Linked DNA regions of Capra hircus: region 2 is linked to region 1. Evidence: chromatin contacts called from public Hi-C data. All regions are on one chromosome and are shown on one strand. Each heading gives the region's core, a stretch centred on a gene start, on an enhancer-like site or on the middle of the called end of the contact. The rest is flanking DNA. Distances are from core to core; before and after follow the strand shown. Region 1 holds the start of LOC102169913 (nucleosome assembly protein 1-like 1). Region 2 holds the start of ITGA4 (integrin alpha-4).

The links. Hi-C and Micro-C count contacts between places; a contact is called where the count stands out from the background.
Region 2: a contact with region 1 is called in a Hi-C map of blood, with 3 times the contacts expected there. The contact joins the promoter of ITGA4 here to the promoter of LOC102169913 in region 1. A contact is called at or near these places in 2 of 5 Hi-C or Micro-C datasets (both in blood).

Annotation. Positions count from the first base shown.
Region 1 is chr2:120,975,422-120,982,870 of ARS1.2, forward strand. LOC102169913 (nucleosome assembly protein 1-like 1) reads right to left here and starts at 3,868. Exons shown (of 1, transcript XM_013968259.2): 1 at 2,524-3,868. The coding sequence starts at 3,853. The coding sequence ends at 2,732.
Region 2 is chr2:121,170,056-121,177,504 of ARS1.2, forward strand. ITGA4 (integrin alpha-4) reads left to right here and starts at 3,268. Exons shown (of 28, transcript XM_013968519.2): 1 at 3,268-3,760; 2 at 4,098-4,219. The coding sequence starts at 3,564.

The sequences.
Region 1 (7,449 bases), core at 2,618-5,117:
CATAGAGGGGCCCCCCTGGCTCAGTGCATCAGGTGTTTGATGGTCAGCCTCTCTATCGTTCAGCTGCCGATGCTGGCATGTAGGGGGAGAGAGCCTATGGTGATGGCTCCACCCCTTATGAGTGTGACTCAGCAGCATTGCCTTGCTACCATGGCTGCCTGGCTATCCTCCACTGGCATTTCCCACCACTATCTCCTCCCTCACATCCCCTCAATCCATCTCTCCACAGTTGACAGCAGCCCTCACCCTGGGATTGCTCCACAATCCCTAAACTCTAGCTCCCAGCTGCTGTGCCTTCCAGGAGATCGGCGTTTCTTTCTGGGGTATGTATGGCTGTGGCAAGGACTGTCTGATTCTCATCCCATTTAGACTGCCACAGATCAGCTGTTTTACTCTCAACCTTAAATATTTCTCCTCTGACTCAGACAATTGCCCTGATGTGGGGATCGGGCCCCTGCTTCAGTTCCCCAACGCCAAGGGCAGGACCAGCCCTACTTAGACTCCTGTTTTTCCCCCTAGTTCCTTTGTCCTACTGAGTTTTGCTTGGTTCTGTACAGTCTTTGCCACTGGTCAGGTCCTCCTGTCCACTTTCAGCTGGTGTTCTGCATGCACTTCTGTGTCTGAAGGTATCTTCCTGATGTATCCGTGGAGAGAGATGTACTCCACATCCCCCTCCTCCTCTGCCATCTTGCCACCTCTGGTTTCTTATTAACAACAGGGAGTAGGAGAAAAGAAATAGTTCTTTCAGAAATATTTGTTTCTTTAGTTTTTGTTGTCATTTATTGAAAGCTTTACTGTGAACTCCACTCATTGATAGATGGTTTATATACATTCTCATGGCAACCCACTCCAGTACTACTGCCTGGAAAATCCCATGGATGGAGGAGCCTGGTAGGCTACAGTCCATGGGGTCGCAAAGAGTTGGACATGACTGAGCAACTTCACTTTCACTAATCTTCAAAAGCAGGCATGACCGTTTTCCTCTTAAAGAAGGGAAACTGAAGTTAGGAAAGCCAGATAATTTGTCCAATTAATACAGCTAGTAGGTAACAAATTTGAAAGCTAAACCTGTAGTTGATTGTGCTGGAAAGTATATTCTAATAACTCTCCATACTGCTCTATTCTGTTTCTAAATTAGTATCATATCATTATCCATTTAGTTTGACTGTCCAGTGCATTTATCTGGAAGCACTTACTGTTATTGCTTTTTGTGAGTGAGGTACTTTTCTAGATGTTGAGTTTATACAGATGAATAAGACATAGTCTCTGCATACATTCTAATCCTTGAGGAACTCCTAGTTCAAAGGAAAGTAGACAAGTAAACTATTAAATTACAGTATAGCCAGTGCAGTACAAACAGTCCTACAGTAACCTAGAGGGTGAATATTTATGACACATCAGCCCATCAGTGTTTAAGGTTAAAGTAAATAAAATGTAAAGATATCAAAGTACTTTTTATTATTTTACACATAGAATGGAGAAAATGTTGTCGTTAATTTGAACTGAATAGAATATAAGAAACTACTAAGACCAGACCTGATAGGAAATATTGGAGCATCAGACTTGATCATACTCATCGTCGTTTATCTGGTCACATCTGATTCAGTACAGAAAAGTGGCTAGTGAAGACAAGTCAAACCGACTGGGGTGCATGGGACATAGGTAATGTGCTTTTCTCTTATTTTTATTCAAGGCAAAATATTTCTCTTGTAGGATCAATTTGACTCTTTTTTTTTTTAAACTTGAGATAAACAAAGGTATTAATTTCACTATCATTTTTCTGAGACTGAATATTACTATATTAAAAACAAAAAACAATTCCTGAAAATTTCCCACTAGCTTTACCCTTTATTGGAAATAACGGCCAGGAGTAAATTTCAAATGATCCAACTTTATGTGATTTCTTAACTCTAGAGTAACCTAAGACTTTCAGAATCTGTTCCCACCTTGAGTATTCAGAAAGGGCATGTCATTTTGGTTCCTTTTTACATCAGGAAAAGTAAAAAATACCTTAAGACATCAAAGATCACAGAAGTGTGTTATGGCCATCGTGTCATAATGAGTATTATGCCCTCATAGACTTTCTGCAGAAACAATCTGACTTTATAATAGACATATTTTACATCATAGAAGTAAATGATATTTTGTCTGAGGAAGTTTTGGATTCAGTGGTATTCCAACATAAATGGAGATTAATTCTGTGTGTGCAAGGCTGATGGGGATTAGATATTTTCATAAGGACACCAGATTTAAAAGTTAATTTAAAAACTGAACTTGGAATCCTGGCTTCAATGGAAAGGGATAGGAATGGTTGATAAATTAGACAAGAATAAGCAACTCATATTTCTTTAACTATTAGAAAAATTTACCACAATTAAGTAGGCTAATTTCATAATGTTATATAGCAACTGTGACAGTGCTCATGTTTCAGAAAATAAGAAGAATTGTGTATAATAATATATATGTCCTGGGATTATTTTCTTTGTGGCATATTATTTTAGTTTAACATTTTTTTTTGAGAACTAAAATTATATGACATTTTTATTTTAGGATGCAAAAACAAAAATGAGCAAACAAACAAACAAAAAACTTGAAATAGGCTTGTCAAATGATGTAAATTCATCCTTTCCACGGAAGCAGAAGGCAGATCAGTGCAGGTTATCCTCAGGGCCTCATACATCCTGCTTCACGGCTGCTTCCACTCTGCTGGGTTTTGATCCTTCTTTGGGTCCTAGTCTGGATCATTTTCCTCATCTCCTTCTTCTTCCCCTTCCTCATCCGCTTCTTCACCTTCTTCATCGTAATCATCATCATCATCTTCAATAGCTTCTCCAGTAAAGTATAACACTGATCTTGTGATTATTGGTAAAAAGTGACCAATTTCAAAGTCTGCAGTGAGGATAGCTTCAGAATCATCATCCAGATCTCCACTCTCAGGAACTTCAGGAGGGGCAAAAAAATTAAAGGAAGAGTCATTGGAAACTATTTTGGTCACAGTATGAACTGTCCCATGTCCCTTGTGTTTCTGCTTCTTCTTAATTGTTTTCAAAGTGACATTCTTCCCTTTTTTCCAGTCTATCTGGCACCCTGTACAACCCATAATTTCTGGTCCATCAAAAGAAAAGGGATCAGAATCATCTGGTTCTGACCTCATCCTATATGTCTTTGTCAACACTTCATTGGTGAAATATTCATTGGGTTCAAAGTGAAATTCTAAGACAAAACTCATAGGTTGACCAGCATCTGAGAACTTCACTTTAGTATCTTTCAAGTGCTTCAGAATAGGCTCATCATGTTCCTGAACCATATCACTGAGCAAGTCAACATTCTTAAAAACGGTCAGCCAAAACTCAGGAATTCCCTTGGGATCTTCTTTTTCTTCATCCTTTCTCTCATCTTCAATCTTGGCCTTTTCTTTTAGCTCCTCCGAAATTTCATCTTTCTCATCTGGTTTCCATTCACATTCTTCTTCTGTAGGTTCATAAATGGCATTAATGATCTCAAATCGCTTATCAAACAGAGGCTGATAAAGAACAGCATACTTTCTTTCAAGATCATGAACTTCCTCATAGAATTTGGCTTGTATCTGTGCACATTTAACTTGAAGGTTTTTGAGAGCATTCACTCGTCTTTTAACTACCCTAGGCAAGCTTTCAATGTATCCTGTTGGTGTTTCTACCAGACCATCAAGTCTTTCTTGAAGGGCTGCAAGAATCTGAGGATTTTGCATCATCTGAACAGTCACCTGATGCGCTTTGATTTTTGTTTCTTCACCAGTTTCTTTTTCTACTTCTTCAACATCATCCAAATCTTGAACAAGTTCAGACTGTTCTTTGTTGTCGATGTCTGCCATATTGTACAAATGCCAAGTATTTTGAAAAATGGCAAATTTCGTTTTCCAGCTCAGCTCTCCGGTGGTGAGCGCGGGGAGCCGAGCGGCCCGAGCTGCGCAGGCAGTGACTCAGGGCGGCGGGAGGAGCAGGAGCTAGTTTAACATTTAATTGACAAAACATGCGTGGAATCTTGCTTTTTTGGTAAGGTTCGATTCAGAGTTTAAAGATTGCAGAATGTCCTTTGTAACTGATACAGCCATACAAAGATCAGACATACTGCAATTATTGAGGTATTGATTGCCCTTAAAGGTCTCGCCAAAGGTTAGAAACAAACCAAAAGCTCAAGTTAGTTATTTCTTTTATTATTGGCTGGTGAGGAACTTGAAAAATGGGCCATTGTGAAATGAATAATCATAGTCATCTTGACAGGTAATTTTATGTGTAAAAAATTAGATTTTTATAATTTCAGTTGAATAACTTGGTTCTGCAGATCTGTTTTTCCAAATCACAAGTAAATAACAAAATGTGTGGTTAGGATTTAACCTCATATCTCATATGTTTGCTAGGCATAAAGTGAAACTGACTGGCCCAGAGAGGAAACCACACTGTGAAACAAAAGGATGTTGAAAAGGTTAGAAAGCAAAATTAATTTACATCCTTGCCACTATTACGTTGTTGTTAAACAACATCACTTCATGCTATCAAAGCATGCGTTTTCAATATTTCAGTTTTTCAATAAGGCAACATCTCTCAGTGACCAGTTTAATGGTCCTGGAGATCCATGTTCCTCTGCTCTTCCCTCTTCTTACGCTACCTTATCTCCTGGATTGATCTTATACAATCAGGGCTTCAGTGATTGCCCTGGTCTCGTTCCTTTATCATATCCATGACATCCTTCTTACTGAATATCCTCGGTTGGATGGCCCATGCAAACCTCAAACACATCTCAAAGTACACTTAGCTTCTCGGTCTTCTCCTTCCTTTCAAGCTACAAATCTGTTTCTCCTTCTGTGCTCTGATTTCAGTAAATAGTACCACTAAGTACAAATGCTGTCACACATGAAACTTCATCATTATCCTGATTCCTATCTTTTTCCTACATCTAATGAACCACCAAGGCCTGTCAATTCTACGACTTATATCTAAAGACTATCCACTTTTCTCCAATCTCAGTACTATTATAGTAGTTCGGGCCCTCATTCACTTTCTTCTAGATTATTGCAACAGCTTTCTAATTATTGAAAATACCACTTATGCACAATTTTTTCAGGATGTCCTTATAACGAAGCAGGTATTATTATAATATTTATTATACTTGAGCAGATTGTATCCTATGTCTTTGTTGTTGTTTAGTTGCTAAGTCATGGAAATGGCAACCCACTCGAGTGTTCTTGCCTGGAGAATCCCAGGGATGGCAGAGCCTGGTAGTCTGCCTTCTATGGGGTCTCACAGAGGCGGGCACAACTGAAGTGACTTAGCAGCAGCAGCAGCATGTCTGATGCCTTTGCAATCTCATGGACAGTAGGCCCCCAGGCTCCTCTATCCATGGGATTTTTCAGGCTAGAATACTGGAGTGGGTTGCCATTCCTTCTCCAGGGCATCTTCTGACCCAGGGATCGAACCTGCATCTCCTGCATTGGCAGGCAAATTCTTTACCACTTAGCCACCAGGGAAGCCCATCCTATATGCTGGTTATTAACACAAGTTTGGCATTGGGCTTTAGTGTAAATGACTAATTTGGGCATAAAGATCTTATCCCTGCATATGACTAAACCTGTGTATGTGTAATTTGTACTTATTACCCTTCAGTGATTCCCTCTTCTGAACTGTGAGGTCAGCTTATTGATGGTTCCCAAGATATGCCATTTGAGAGATTTGATTTTAACTTCAGTTCTCACCCAATACTAGATTGCTTTGATAGCTGGAGAATTATTTCAGCTTATGCTAGGAATACCAGACCAAGAGGGAAATAGGTAGGAAACACATCGTGTGAGCATGTTTTAAGGAATAATGGGTCTATTCAAGCTGAGGGTCATAATAATTTTCAAAAACTACTTCTTATTGGAGAAGATAGGAAAATAACACTATAATTTTTTAGAGTAGAGTAAAATCCCCGCATTAGAAAACATTTTCTTAATGTAATTGTTAATTTCCAGTAGTTAAAAAGAGATGTTCAGTATCATGCACCTGTATCTCAAATAATGTGATCAGAACTTAAGCATGTCCGTGTTGTCCAGTACCTCCTGCTGTGAGCGGCATGTGTGGCCTCTCAGCTCATCCCATCTGAGTTACTTTTCTTACATGTAATGTATGATAAACCCTCTGGGGAGATCGAAGATGAACCAAACATGGCTCCTACTCTGGAGGAAACTAAAAATTGATTTCAAATAAGAATAAGTTAGCAGTATGTGCCCCTTATGCAAAGGAAATCAGACCTCTGGGTTGGTTGATTTCATTCAGTACCAACATGAGAACACAGTTCTTCAGTGCTTTTCACTTCTGTAAATATTACCATAAGCCATAGATAGGAAAAACTATTGCTTTTGAAGCATATAGCTTTATAAATTATAAACATCTTATGTTGGTTTGGTCTGTTTGATCAACTGTGTAATAAGTTCAGTGAATAAAGCATGAATAATCATTTAAGCTGGTTAATTGGTAATAGTTTTGAGTAAAGTAATCATTGACTTTATATTCATAATAAATTCAGTGAATAAAGCATGAGTAATCATTTAAGCTGGTTAGTTGATAATAGTTTTGAGTAAAATAATCATTGACTTTATATTCGTAATAAATTCAGTGAATGAATCGTGAATAATCATTTAAGCTGGTTAGTTGGTAATAGTTTTGAGTAAAATAATCATTGACTTTATATTCTTTTTGTTCAATTGGTTGTTAGATTGTGGCTATATGTTTTTCTCTTTCTCAGCACAGTCTAAATGCAAAAATAATATTAAAAAACACATGAAATATTACCAATGATGGTTTACATATATATATATTCCACTATCCACCAGCATAGGTCTGTCAACAGAAACATAATGCTCATTCACAGAGGAGAAATAGTGGATCCACTTGTCAGCTCTTTACTACTCCTAATCACAAACAGGAGTGAAGAATTTTGAAATTTACATGTACGAGACATGCTACAAATTCTAGTGTAAATTATGAGAGTGCCTATGTCCTGTGTTTAATTATAAATCATACTCTTATGATACTCTTAATGAATAAGAGAGCTATTATTGTTTCTGTCTAGTTGGTGAATCACGTCTGACTCTTTTGTGACCCTGAGGATTACAGTCAGTGAGGCTCCTCTGTCGATGGGATTTCCCAGGCAAGAATACTGGAGTGGGTTGCCATTTCCTTCTCTAGTGGATCCTCCCAACCAAGGGATTGAACCCATGTTTTATGCATTGGCAAGCGAATTCTTTACCACTGAGCTTTGTCATAAAAACAAAATGTAAAAAAAAAAAATGAAGATGACAAACATCATTATTTCAAGTTATGACTGGATCAAAATTTTGTTTCTGTATATAGAAGTTGAATAGTCAATGACTGTACTTTGCACAGCCAGCTTTCTGAGATCTGATTTTTTTTTACTACTTAATGATAATGC
Region 2 (7,449 bases), core at 2,018-4,517, 190 kb after region 1:
TTATCTTTTATGCTTATTTGAGACCTTAACACATCTTTTAGCACACAGTGGGCACTTGAAGCATATTAATCAATGACACATTGATTGAATGAGTATTTCAGTTCATTTGAGAGTGTGCGATAGGCATGAGCAGTTTAAAAAGTCCTTCTCTATCCTGCCTGCACGCTCCCCACCCCTCACCTGATTCTCACACTTGCCAGCAAAACTGCTGACTGGGGAGACAGCAGTATCTTCAGACTCTGTCACAGCAGTGCTAAATACCCTTTATTCCTCCTGATTTAGGAAAAGTAAACTGTTCTCCAAGCCTTGTAGGAAAAAAACTTGGGGCTACCATAGTGGACAAGGTCATATATGGCTGTTTCCGAAAATGTCATGAAATCATAACCGTAATCACCATCATAGAAATAAGTTCCTGCCCCATCGAATGCTCTACTGGCCACTACTCTTAATTACCCTGTGAAACAATTGTGTTGAGTGAATTTCACTGCATATGATTTTGGTGAAAGAAGGGAAAGAAAGAGGTCAGAGTTCATATCAGTGGCTCCAAAGCCCCTGGCGCCAGGAGGATGTGAGTAGAAGGACCTTTGATATACCTGCTTCCCAGGTCCAACAAGAAACTTTGTGAATCTGCCTGCAATGCAGGAGACCTTGGTTTGATCCCTGAGTCAGAAGATCCTCTGGAAGAGGGCATGGCAACCCACTCCAGTATTCTTGCCTGGAAAATCTTATGGACAGAGGAGCCTGGGGGGTTACACAGTCCATGGGGTCGCAAAGAGTCAGACATGACTGAGCAGCTAACACTTTAGGTCTCAACTAGAAATTCTGTGGCAGCAAGCTAGAGGTATTGCTTATTTTAGAATGATGAGCTAATTGTAGAACTGGGTTGAAATTGGCATGTCAGTCTACCCAGAAACAAATATGCCCTGAGTGGAAAAACAGCAGGACCATTTACCATGGGCCCTTAAAGCTACTTTGCTGGAAGCCATTTCATTTCATGCTTACAACAGATTTATCACTCACCATTATTTGCCTTTTAATTACCTTATTGAAAATAATAAGAGAGGATTACTAGTCCCCTTGTTTTATCTGCTGACAGAAGAGTAAAAATAATTGGGTTGGGTTTGGCTAGAATATACTACCAACACTCCACAATATCTCAAACTCCACCTGTCTAAAATTTAATCTACCATTGCCCCCCAGCTATACAGTCTCTCTCTCTCTCTCTCTCTCTCTCTCTCTCTCTCTCTCTCTCTCTCACACACACACACACACACACACAACCTTATTCCCCCAGTGTTTTTCTCTGTGAATTAGCATCATATTCCCAGATCCCAAACTTGAAACTTGGGCATCCTGGCTCCTTCCTCTCAGCCCCACATTCCTATTTACCTAATTCTGTTGTTATTTAGTTGCTAAATTGTGTCCGACGCTTTGCAACCCCATGGACTATAGATAGCCTGCCAGGCTCCTCTGTCCATGGGATTTCCCAGGCAAGAATACTGGAGTGGATAGCTATTCCTTTCTCTAGGGAATCTTCCAGATCCAGGAATCGAACCCAAACCCTTGTCTCCTGCATTGGCAGGTGGGTTCTTTACCACTGAGCATTAGGGAAGCCCCAGTCACCAAATTCTGTTGGGTTCTATCCTCAGCTATCTCTTGAAACTCTCTTTTCTGGTTCCTTCCTAGTTCAGGCCACTCTCATCTCACCACTCACTACTGCAGAAGCCTGCAAAGTTAGGCTTTCTGTCTTCAGCTTTTTCTTCACACTTCTGAAACTCACAGCTGACCAAGACCAGTCCTCCAACAGCTGCCTACTAGCTCCAGCACAGATTTATAAATTCTTAAACTGGTTTTGGAGGTTCACAATGTGTCCCCACCTCCCTAGTCAACCTCATATGCCACTATCCTGCGTGGGGGCCGCTAAGCACCCCAGCAAAGGCCATCTCTTCCCATTCCTCTACCTGGCCCTGCTGCCCTTCATCTTTTCTCTCAAAGTGGTTAGCCTAACAACTGTGCTTCTCCTTCAACTCTAAGTGTCCCTAAAACATCCAGAACTTTCTCCAGTCAATAAACATTTGTCTGTCTACCACCTAGCCGAAATTTTTCCTGAAAACTTGCCCTGCCTTGTTCCCTATGGCATCCTGTGGGCCTGGCAAAATGCCTGCTCAATTAATACGCTAAATAAATGAACAAGTATTTCAATCATGTGTCTACTTTTACAACTTAAGAGGTACTGTTTCAATACGGTTTTAACGCGCGCACACACATACTATATAAAGAAAGCTTTTTCTTCTTTTGTTTTTACTTTCCATTCCCCTCTCTAGGGGATCTTCCCGACCCAGGGATCAACCCCTGGTCTCCTGCATTGCAGGCTAACTATTTACCATCTGAGCCACCAGGGAAACCCAAATAATATCTAGACCTGCCTCTCCTGCAAATACCACCCTAATCATCTATGGCTATCCAGCTGCACTAGAAAGAAACGTGAGGTACACCTGGCTTAATCAGGACAAGAGTCAAACCCAGGTTAGTGTGGTGTGCTGCGGTTCCCCAGCACATTTTCTTAGGCTCATTACGCTGTCTGTCTTGACCTAAGCCCAGATGGCTCTCGTATCCGGTGGAACTGATCGGATGTGTGGAAAGGGGGAGCATCAGATTCAGTCGAAATGAGGCAAGTGTTTCCTTACCCCAACCTGGCCCTTGAGCAGAGCCACAGCCTAAACCTTCTGTCCCTCCCTGCCTTTCAGCTAGAGCCACTGCTCCAAGCAAGCAGCCGGGACTAAAGAGGAAGTAAGGGGAGGAAGAAAGTGGAAGTCTTAAATACCATAACGTCTTTTTCACCAAAATGTATCTTGGGCGCCTTCAGGGAGTGTTCTGCGTGTGTGTGTGGCTCCCTGGTTAGTTTGTCTAGTGGTTGCTTATTAACCCCCCACCCCCCAAACCAGGTGTAGTGCTGAATTAGCAACGAAGGTTCAGGGCAGTTCCTTCGCAGTCCATGCGGTGCCCAGGTTTGTGGCTGGCCTCTGGGCCACACCGTGCAGGAGCCTCAGCGCTCATAGTGGGCGCGCGCGGTCGGCAGGATTGAGGCCCCCACCGCGGTTAAGGCGAAGCCCTGGCCCCGTCCAGCTCAACTCCTGCAGTGCCGGGAGGCCCGGCCTGGGCGCGCGCTGCGCAGCCAAGGTCCCCTAGCGCCCCCTACAGTCACGCGTGCCGGGAGTCAGCGCTGGGTCCTGCGACTCCGCACCACGCCCGGCACCCCACCCAGAGGCCCGCGCCCCGGGGCTCACGATCACCGCACCGCCCGGCCGCAGAAACCGGCGTGGGGATCTGCGGGCGCGTCCTATCCCTTGCCATCTCGGATTGCTCCGCCCGCCGCAGCCCGACTTCCCCTCCCTCTCTGGGTCCCTGCCCTCCTCCCTCTCTTCTTCCCTCCCGCCCTCCGGCGCCGGACACGCTGAGCCTCTTCTCTCGGGGCGCCCTTCCCCTCGGCCAGCCGTCGCATCCCGCGCAGCTTTGGGACGGAGAGTGGCGGTTGAGTGTTGAATGTTCCGCTCCGAGAGCTCATGGCTGTGGAAGCGAGGCGAGGGCCGGGCCCCCGAGGGGCCGCCGTCTGGGAGGCGGTGATGTTTCTGTTGTGCTCGGGAGTCCCGACCGGGCGCCCCTACAACGTGGACACGGAGAGTGCGCTGCTCTACAAGGGACCCCCCAACACCCTGTTTGGCTACTCGGTGGTGCTGCACAGCCACGGGGAGAACCGATGGTGAGTAGGGTCGGACGCGGGAGCCTTTGGCATCTCAGAGCAGCTAGCAAAAAGCGCCTCAGGGATTCCCTGCCTGATTCAAACTTTCCTGCCTCTAGAGAAGGCAGGAGGGAACCCAGCTCGCTGGAGAAGCGCTTGGGAAACGAACTCGTTTGGGGTGGCAGCAGCCGGGGTGCGTTCTGGCGCCAGGCCCTGAAGTTTGGGGTGGCGGGTTGAGTGCTGGGGTGGTGGGCGGAGGCAGAGGCGGCGGGAGCGGCCCGGCTGCCTCTGGGGAGACCCGGGGTTTAGTGGGCAGCAAGGCTAACATCTGCACCCACGTGCGCGTTTCTCTTCTTAGGCTCGTAGTCGGGGCGCCCACTGCCAACTGGCTCTCCAACACTTCAGTGGTCAAACCTGGGGCTATTTACAGATGCAAGATTGGGAAGAATCCAGCCAGGACCTGTGAACAGCTCCAGCTAGGTGAGTGGGATCTGGGGACGGGAGCTAGTAAGCCCTCACCCCACTCCTGTGGACTCCACGGCGGACAAGTCCTGGAAGAAACTCGTATTGCCTATTCTCATTTAAAGGGGATGATTTTCACTGTTAACTCAACACCACGTTCCCTTCTTAACATAAAAGAGGTCTCCTTTCTGTCAGTGTTTTTCTCCCTTTTGCTTATGACAGTGATTGCAGTATTCTGACAAAACTACCTAGAAGGAAAATTTCTTACACCTCCTTAGACCTTCTCTTGACCTCTCTCTCTCCCCCTCCTCCTGCCCCCACCCCCCATGTGTAAAACACATCTTAAAATCTCTCAGCACATTAATGACAGGATCCAGAGAAGCCAAGACTTGAGAATTTTATTTCCATCTTAAAACACATCTTAAAATCTCTCAGCACATTAATGACAGGATCCAGCGAAGCCAAGACTTGAGAATTTTATTTCTATCTTTGACCTACCAACCTTGTTAAAGAACAGGCTAAGGGGCAGATCAGGAATAGCAGTTGGAATTGATCCCATACCCTGTCATTTAGCCTAAGGACTTAAAAAGAAAATAATCTAGTTTTACTTAAGATATGAAATATAAAAGGAGAGCACAAGAAAAAATTGGCATCTCCACCGTTAATAGAAGTATTAATAAAAGGAGGTTTAATGTATAATTATTAATTTTTCTCTTCAAAGACTCTTGATTTCTTAATGTCTCTTCTTAGATTTGTGACAATTTGAAAAATGCATTCTGAAGAAAATTCATGTTTCAAAGTCAACAGCAAATTTGCTTTGCACAGACACATGGGGGAAGAAAGGGGAACTAATATTAATTCAGACCCTATATTGCTTCAAACATTGTTAGGAACTGCCCTATATGTTGCTTCTTTTCCAGAAAACAACACTGGGCCATTGGTGGCATTGTTCTTACTTTACATGTGAGGACTCTTTACATGTGGTTCAGAGTGTTGCAAGGGCATTTTCTAAAGTTACTCAGCTAGTGAGTGGAAGATGGGACTGCAAGTCAAAGTCAGGCCTCAGTTCAGTTCAGTCACTCAGTCGTGTCCAACTCTTTGTGACCCCATGGACTGCAGCGCACCAGGCTTCCCTGTCTATTACCAACTCCTAGAGCTTGCTCACACTCATGTCCATCCAGTTGGTGAGGCCATCCAACCATTTCATCCTCTGTTGTCCCCTTTTCCTCCAGCCTACAACCTTTCCCAGGATCAGGGTCTTTTCCAGTGAGTCAGTTCTTCACATCAGGTGGCCAAAGTATTGGAGTTTCAGCTTCAGCATCAGTCCTTCCAAAGAATATTCAGAACTGATTTCCTTTAGGATTCACTGGCTTGATCTTCTTGCTGTCCAAGGGACTCTCAAGAGTCTTCTCCAACACCACAGTTCAAAAGCAGCAATTCTTCAGTGCTCAGCTTTCTTTATACTCCAACTCTCACATCCATACATGACTGCTGGAAAAGGCCTGCTTGGGTCCAAAGTCCAAGCCATTTCCAGTCACGTATACATCTTCAATGCAAATAAAATTCACTGAAGAGTCTGACATAGTGTCTGCTGAGCTGATGAGTTACCTGTGAATGGTGAATAAATGGTTATACTTAGTATCTTTTTTCTATTTATCTTTATTATCCATGGGTTTTGGGGATAAGTTAATCACTGCATCTTTAATACCCTCTCCCCTTTTTTTACATAGTAGTCTTTGCTTTTTCTCAAACTGGAATACTTCTTCCCTTCATTGACAGTAAATTCAAATACAATATGCACATAATGGAATTTTATTTTTGACTCAGAGAGCATTTATAAGAGTTTAGGAGTGGTCTGCACTGCATAGAGTAAGTCCCACTCTCTTATTAAGCATCTTCCATCCCAAAAGGCAGACTAGGAAAGCATAACACATTCACAGACCTATGCATTTGGAATAACTCTGCAAAGCATAATTGTCTTTTCCTAAGAGACTTGAGGGATGAAGAATTAGGGAGCAGAGCAGACAGCTTTGATCTGCCAGAGGATCTTGACAAGGTCTCGGGAGGGAAATGTTTTATTTTGCTGTCCTGCCATAGTTTCCTGATTCATGACATTACAGCCACTGGTATTTATCCCCTACTTCCTGTCTGGAATGGCACTGGATCTATTTCTAGATGTCTGTATTTAACTGGAAAGATCCGGTCACAATATTGTATTAAAATTTAGGATAATAAAAAATAATCTGTCAAAATTTTAGGAAAGCCTAAATTCTCTGGACACATGGAACATAGGAAGTGACTACAGAAATATCCATGGAGAAATGTGTGCCTGGTAGATGTACAGCAAGCATGCATTAAATAAAGATTTATTGGGTGGATAAATGAATAAAGCAAAGTGAAAGCTTGATTGTTACCAACCTGATTGGTGAATAAGAGAATTAACTAGAAATGATAAGTCAAAGGGATATTTTCAACTTTAAGATTTTTGATCAATAAAAAAGGTATTTACTGAGATGAAAGGCAGACGACAAGATTTCTAGTCAGTCAACTGGTAGAAACACTGATGGCTATAGTAATAGAACATTTGCACATCTTTGAACATTTGCAAAAGAGTTGACTGAAATTACTTCTCATATAACATTTTAAACAATGCATCCTCCTTATATGAAGAAATGATACATTTCAATTCAGAGCAATCTCAGAAGTAACTTGAAGCTGTAAAATAAGGGATTGAGGATAACGCCTAGAAAGTGAACACTAGAAACTATAAACTGGTAACTAAAGGCTTTTTAAAATTCTCAGGTTTGTAGATTATGTAGTATTCTTTATGAAGAATTGTCAAGGAAAAAATACACACACACAATCATCTGTATAAGATGGTTTTAGTTGTCCTGTCTCAAATGTATGGACAATGCTTAGCTCACTATCTTACGTTTAACTGACATTCAAAAAATATTAGTTTATTATAAGCATTGCCACGATGAATATTGGGGTACATGTGTCTGGGTTTGCATTCCCACCAACAGTGTAAGAATATTGTAAAGTAATTAGCCTCCAATTAAAATAAATAAATTTATATTAAAAATATATTAGTTTATTTTTATCTTTGTTTTCTACTTAAATCTATATCTGCATGTTATCTGTTATAGGCATGGTGAGGTTATAAATACAATTAATAGATGAAACCAAAAGTTAAAATGTATAAATGAAAAGATAACAGTTGAAACACAGTGAAAAAATATTTTTTT